Linked DNA regions of Rattus norvegicus: region 1 is linked to region 2. Evidence: chromatin contacts called from public Hi-C data. All regions are on one chromosome and are shown on one strand. Each heading gives the region's core, a stretch centred on a gene start, on an enhancer-like site or on the middle of the called end of the contact. The rest is flanking DNA. Distances are from core to core; before and after follow the strand shown.

The links. A called contact is a pair of places that touch in the nucleus more often than the background predicts.
Region 1: a Hi-C map of liver shows a contact between it and region 2, with 8 times the contacts expected there. The contact joins two enhancer-like sites. A contact is called at or near these places in 3 of 12 Hi-C or Micro-C datasets (kidney and liver).

What each region holds. Positions count from the first base shown.
Region 1 is chr7:96,257,469-96,261,283 of GRCr8, reverse strand. No RefSeq gene overlaps it. Among named protein-coding and RNA genes, the nearest start is that of Rgs22l, 250 kb to the left of the region's middle. Within about 2 kb of position 1,718, at least 8 of the 93 cell types and tissues checked have an H3K27ac peak or open chromatin away from gene starts, as enhancers often do. A contact at or near this core is called in liver, where this site is marked.
Region 2 is chr7:95,871,271-95,874,970 of GRCr8, reverse strand. No RefSeq gene overlaps it. Among named protein-coding and RNA genes, the nearest start is that of Pvt1, 330 kb to the right of the region's middle. Within about 2 kb of position 1,695, at least 3 of the 93 cell types and tissues checked have an H3K27ac peak or open chromatin away from gene starts, as enhancers often do. A contact at or near this core is called in liver, where this site is marked.

The DNA of each region.
Region 1 (3,815 bases), core at 469-2,968, 390 kb before region 2:
AAGAATTTGACTATTTCAAATTTCATGTGTGAATAATATCACGTCATTTCCTTTTGTTTTTCTATGTATTTCACTTAATACGCCACCCCTACTTCTGTCTGTGCTGTCACAGATTGCACAATTTGTTTCTTTCCTTGGGCTTGAATAATAATTAGCAGTTATACTTACCACAATTTCTTTAACCATGCATCCATCAGTGACTTCTTGGGTTGTTATCTTTCAGTTACTATGCATCAGTCTGCAGTGTACATGGGAGTGTAGGTGGTCTTTAATATGCCAGTCAGGGCCTTTGCAATAAGTTTCTATCCCACGGTATGTCTGCTAGAATGCAAGTTAGATCTGTTTTTACTTGATTGAAAATCCTACAAATGATTCTATGTTATCTGTCAGAAATAGACTTCCATTATCTTCCTAGAGAACAGTTTCTAGTAGGGTGCCTGGAACTTGTATGGGGCCCATCGTCATGCAATGAGAATCTGACCCTTGCTCCTGTCCTTGCTACATGAATCTCCTCAAGCATGCTCTTTAAACTGTGCAATCCTCTCTCTCCTCATCTACAACATACAGATGTAAGTTGATGTACAGAAATTCTAAAGCCCTTAGTTCAGCATGGAATACGTAGTAAACAATAAGGATTCACTGACAAAACTGATCAATATCTGTTATACATCTTATATTCAGCTGACATTTACCCTTCCTGATTGCTCTAATACCTGTCATGGATCCTCTGATCCACTTGATCCACATGATCTGGTACTGCCTTCCATTACAAGGAAGGAAGGAAGTGCAAAGACACTAAACACAAGACCTGATCATTTCACAGCAAATACAAACTAACCCTAAGAATAATGTCTTCCAATTAGGTTTCAAGTGCTTTACATTGTGTCACTGAGTCTTGACTCTTTCTGGTCTACAAGTATTTACTCTTTTTCTGTGATCTCCTAGTCCCTGTGATAATCATAGTGATCCAGGTCCAGGTCCTGACTTCATTCCTTCATCTCCTGTTAGCATAGTGAATACAGCTACTTAAGTTCCTACAATAGAAATTACTATAGAGGCTGACCCAAAGTAAGTTCTTGCTGGATGACCTATCAACAGCAGTATGGATAATAAATTGTATTCATTCTAATACAATATAGTTCAGGACTGCTGTCACAAGAATTATGGATATTGGGCAAACAGACTGTATTCTTTAGGACCAAGTGTTGCACAAGGAAGTCACACATGCCAGTTTTAAATCCCAGTTCTGTATGATTCAGGCAGCTCTCTTAATCTTTCTGAACTTCAGCGTCTTTATTTGGAAAACAGTCAACAATACTGGCCTTGAGGTGTTATTTTGAAAGTGCATGGCTTAGAAACTGGCACACAGGAGGAGCCCAATCAATGGTGGCAATTATATGAGGCTACAGGGAGAGGGAGAGCATCCATCTGAACTGTGCAAGTATGGTAGGCATGTGGCTAGGGCATCTCCCCAGCCAGAATTATGGCTAGAATAGCCTGCTGGGTCCAGACACACTGAACACAGAGTTCTTTCTCAGACTGGAGATCTTTGCTGGCCTTTCTTTCTCTGAGGAACTTGGGAGGAAGAACAGGTCCTGGCCCTGCAAACTGCTATGTTTCTGCGGCTGAGTCATGTTGACCAGCTCCCAGAACAACTTGTGCCTGTGTTGTTAAAGCACAGAGGTCCTCAGGCGCCATGAAAGCCAGGTCTGCCTTTTTATCCGCCTGCCTACAAAGGCCAGGATCCCACACGTGGGACAGAATGTAAACACACTCCCCAAACCTCTATTTGCTCTCAAATTGGTCAATGTTTCCTGTCCACCCCTCAAACAGACTCCCACCTTCTATTCAGCTTCAAAGACTAGGAATGTAAATGAGAAAACTCTTCAGGGGTGGCGGATGCAGAGAGAAGGTTTCAGCTGTAGCCCAGGATTTTCAAGACTATCTCTGACATTTTTAGCAAAACATAAATAATAAATTTTTGTTTTGGAAAAGTAGGAAAATGTTAGCATAGTATTAGCAATCCTATAAAATAGAAGGATAGTGACCGAAAAAAAATCATATAAATAAACAATGGAAGTAGGTTTGTCATCTCAACAGGAAAGTAAATAACACAGGCATGTGTTGAAATATTCACAACTCCCAAGCCTGTTAGTTTTAATGACATCAGAAAACTGTTTACAAGCTGGGAGTAGTGGTGCACACCTTTGATCCCAGCATTCAGGAGGTTAAGACAGATTGATCTCTGAGTTCCAGGCCAACCTGATCTACCAAGTGAGTTCCAGAGCAGCCAAAACTACATAGTGAGACCCTGTCTGGAAAAATGAATAGAAATAAATACCTGAATTAATAAAAAAATTAGCAAACTGTTTAAGTATACTATGTAAAAAAGATTATGAAATTGAACACAGCACAATTTTAATTATTAAATACATATGAAATAAGCTCCAAGACCAAAAAGGTTGTCTAGGGATTTTCATGTTTACACACACACACACACACACACACACACATATATATATATATATATATATATAAACATACAATAAATGATAATGATCACTCAAGTTAGAGCATGTTTTAAAATACAATAGTATCACATTCAGGCACTTTTTACAAAGGAAGCTGTAAAACATGTAAATTCAAGAATGACCTGGATAATAAAGAATTATCCTTCCTAAATCTCATAGATATAGGCATCATGTAGTCAATCAAATCAGGAGGAAGGTCAGTGAGAGAGTTGCGTTAGTTGCAAAATGGGAGAACAGCATCATATACAAAATACTATAAAACTCTTCCAGATTCTTAGTAATCACACTAACTCTAGCTTATCCTTGCTCTCTATTCCTCAGTCCATGAATTGGTAAAAGGAGGTTAATCATTCCTCCACCCATCTGTTCACTTATTCAAACACTTTCTCAGGGAACAAAGAAAGAGCAGTGGGTGAAACAGACCTGAGTCATGTCTTCCGGAGACTTGTGCTCTTTCAGAATACCAATCAAATACATTGGCTAGTGTCAGGAACGTGAGGAACAATGGACAGGGTAAAGAGGTAGCGTAGGCTTCAAGGTCCTTAGAGAAGGCATCAGGAGGTAGGTCATTAGGTGAGAAAGAATGTCCTTCTGGTAGTTAGTCCTGGGCAGTGTCCCAGCAGAGGGAACCCAGGAAGCACCAAAGTGCTGTAGCACAAAGGGGTAAGGGAGGAGGACACGGTGGCGCCAGGAGTGATGAAGCATAAACTTAGTGTTTTTTCTCCTACACTTTAACCAAGGTCCACCCCACAGCCAGTCAGCAGGCTCAAAATGCTTTCAGAGCACTTGAGAGCTAAAGTCCAAGGTCTCTGCCCAGGGAGTGAATTGATGGAATTTAAGGGCAGCATCGCCTTGGAGCTTTGAAGGTCCGCTGAACAACTATTAGCTGATCCACTTGACAAACAGTGACGCAGTCACTAGGTATGTTTGTGCCCAAGCAGGTGACGATTTTCTCTCCACTGACTCCAGTCAAGGACTTTCTGCTTCCAGATTTCAGGTACCAGGTGACGTTGGGCACAAGGGGTCAGGTGGGGAGTGAAACAGGTCATGCTCCAGGAAGGCAGCATGGATCTGTACTCTGCTGACGCTTCTAAGAGCCGGTTTTGCGTCCATGTGTCAGGAACACGTTCATTTGAAGCCTAAGGAAAGTATGCTAATTCATCAATTTCCCAACCCATGGGAAAATAACCCATTGTTTAGCTTCAAATATATTTTCCTAACCCCTACAAGGAGAGCCATAGTTCAGGGAGATAAACTGGGATAAAGGTGAGGCAAAATGAAGCA
Region 2 (3,700 bases), core at 446-2,945:
TTTCTGTCAAGGTATTCAAAGGTCGCTGAAGTCTACATGACTCACTCCAGAGCAGATTAACACATTGCATAGTAACTCCAGCACGGAGTGAGAGGCCAATACCGGTTACTAGTTACATTAGGTTGGCCAAGTCACTTGACCTCAGGAAGTTTTCTTGAATAAAATGTTTGTCCTACTAACACACCAAGTTCTCAGAAAGGGACTGCAATGTCACTACATCCTAATTCTCTTCTCATCACCTTTCTAGAGAGAGGCTTCCTCCTCTTCTGGTCCTTTCCCTCACTGCTCCTCTGCTCTTACCCCATTCTGTTTTTCTTTAGAAAAGGGGAAGCTTCCCATGGATATCAACCAAACAAAGCATATCAAATTGCATTAAAACTACATACCTTCCCTCATATTAAGGCTGGATGAGGCAACCCAGTAGCAGGAAAAGAGTTACGAAGACAACAAAAGAGTCAGAGATAACCCCTGCTCACTCCTGTTAAGAGTCCCACAAGACAACCAAACTATACAACTGTGATTGTGTCTACAGAGGACCAAGTCAGACCCATACAGACTCCCTGGTTAGTGGTTCAATCTTTGTGGGCCTCTATGAGCCCAGGTTAGTTGATTCTGAGTTTTCTTGTGTTCTTGACCCCTCTGGCTCCTACAATCCTCCTTCTGCCCCCTGACTCTTCTGCAGTTCCCAAGCGTGTTGGTTACTAAATCTGTTTCCATCGGTTGCTAGATAAAGCCTCTCTAATGACAGCTAGGCTAGGCAACAATCTGTAAGAAAAGCAAATTATCATTAGGAATCACTTCATTGGCTGGCTCTCTCTCTCTCTCTCTCTCTCTCTCTCTCTCTCTCTCTCTCTGTGTGTGTGTGTGTGTGTGTGTGTGTGTGTGTGTGTGTGCTTTGTTCTATCCTAGGTCTCTGGGATATCCAGATGCCAGACTCTGGTTCCTAGAAATGTCATGGGTGGGATCCCTCTTGTGGCATGCATCTCAAGCTGGACTTGTCATTGCTTGATCACACACACACCCCCCAACAATTTCTGGATCACATTTTCCATGGCATATCTTTTAGGTAGGACAAATTGTAGGTCAGAGGTTATATGACTGGGTTGGTGTCACAATCTCTCTACTGGACATTTTGCCTGGTTACACAAGGTGAGTAGTTCACAGCCTCAAGATTTTGAGAATGTCATTCACTTTCTACCTGGGCAATCTTATAACTTCAGACTTAATCTAATAGTTGTCACTATTAAATGGAAGGGTTAATGATATGAGCCCAAAGGTAATAATTCTGCAAGGGACAGAGAAGTACTAGCCTTAGTATGTTCCCAATACATACTAAGTGTTCTATGTTTGTGAGTCGTTGAAACCCAAAGGGTCCTTGACTTCCAGGAAAACCTGCAAACCTGAAAGTTATCTGAGTTTCAAAGACTAAAAAGAGATTCCAAACAAATTAATAAATTTGACAATGGCAGTGAATTAAATATTTGTAATCTCTGAGATGACTTGCTATAAGGAAAGCATATGGGATGTGACATCCAAAGTTTAAAATTGGGAACTATACACTGCCAGTTCCTGGCTGAGCACCTCAAGCAACTTCAATGTCATTTCCACAGCAGTTTCCTCCTCTATTCAATAGGGCACAGTCATATTCACTTCAAAGCAAATGAGCTGTCAGCCTGTTTAGTGAACAAGTTGTGAGAACCCAAGCAGCTACTTAAATATTTGTGTCCTTTTCTGAGCTAGGCCACAAAGGTGCCACTGCTGATAACCTGAGACTAACCAAATGCTCCTTGTCCTTTGTGCTGCTACTGGATTCGGTTGCATAATGAGCCCTCATTTCTGAGAAAGGTCAGGTCAAACCATTCCATACTCCCAGCATTAGCCCACCCTCCATTCCAGGGAAAGCCATTGGCCTTTGTCTCTAACTGCAGAGCATTCCAAAAGAATCCTGTTTAACAAAAACTGAATAGAACTACAGATAACTGGAATGACTAAGTACATGGGATACAGACTTTGAGATCTTGGCAATGCTGCATGTTACCCTCCTGTTTCTCTAAGAGGTCAGTTTCATCAGTTATTGGTTTTGTCTTGATAGAACTCAGAAAATCCCACAGGAAAGAACCACAGGTTCTGTTTTTATCATTTTGTTCCATTTCTCCTGTTTGCTTAGTAACCCTGGTAAATAGCTTTGGGCAAACAGAAACCTTTTAATTTTACTGAGTCCTTACCTGGAACACTTCAGTTGCAGGAGTAACTGAAAAAGCCACCTTAGATTTAGACTTTTCTCATAAGTAAAGCTTCTTTAGTATCCCTATAATAATAGAATAGCTATGACTTTTGCTACAATAAAGGAATTAAAGAGTTTCTAGCAGCTAATTGTTTATTCACTCAGCAAGTATGGACTGAATACTCATCAAACAAAGGACATAGTTCTTAGTCGAATATATGACAGATATTAAAGTAGAATCTTTTTTTAAAGAGAGCAGTCAAAATAGAACCTTATTTCTCCTGCCCATGGCAAATGGATATAGATATCCATCTGGAATGGAAACACTCCAGATAACACAAATACCTGATTACTTGGTATTTGTCCAGTGAACATTGGCTCTGTTTCAAGTGCTTAAAGATTGATTCGTTTATGTGAAGTACGGAAAGAACGAAACTTTGAGAAAGCATACGTCTACTTGTTTTTTTATTTACTATGTCAAAAAGAATTACGACTCTTATGCTGATCAAATAAATGATGGCTTGTCCAATTCCTTTAAACTTTACACTACCCAAGATACATCTGTATTTATTCACTTGCTTCTTCAATCAACAATTGTTCATTTGGACTTTTCTATATGTTAGGTAGTAGAGCTACTACCCTTCTCTATGCCCTTCTAGACCTAATATTCTCCTAGAACCAGATAATACCAATGAAATGACGAATTCTAGGTAAGTGAGAATGATGAGCAGAGAAGAAATGCAAATATATTTTGAAAAGAGTTACTTATTTATTTTATGTATGAGTACAGTGCAGCTGTCTTCAGACACACCAGAAGAGGGCATCGGATCCCAATATGGATGGTTGTGAGCCACCAGGTGGTTGCTGGGAATCAACCTTGGCAGTCAGTGCGCTTAACCACTGAGCCACCTCTCCAGTCCCCAAAAATACAAATTGTAAAACCTAACTGCCCCTAACACTGCAGCGTATACTGGCACAGTTCCAAGTACTTATGTATTTATTTAACTTCACAGCTCTAGGGGTTAATTACCCCCACTCTCTAGAAGGGAAACTGAGTCACAGACTCATACCATACAGTTATAGTAAGTGTCAGATAAGAGGAGCAAAGTTGGGTATCTTTTAATATAAAATGTCTAATGGGCAGTTAATTAGACATGCAATGACACATTACATTTTTGCCACTTTTGATCTTTACCATCCCCCAACCACAACAAAAATACAACTTTCTATCATTATTTCTTGTAGGAGAGAATAAACAGAGACTTTTCCTAATTTGGATACCTAAAAGTGATATTGTTTCCTCCTTTGTATTATGAGCAGAGAAATTCCATTTTATAAAACAAAGATTTAGGATAAGGGAATGGAGGACCAAATCCTTGTTCCAGCTCTGTCTTTTATATCATGTGATGCCCAATAAATAGTTGCATTTAGTAGAGATTTTACCACCAATATCAGGTGTTATATCAGGCCTATATA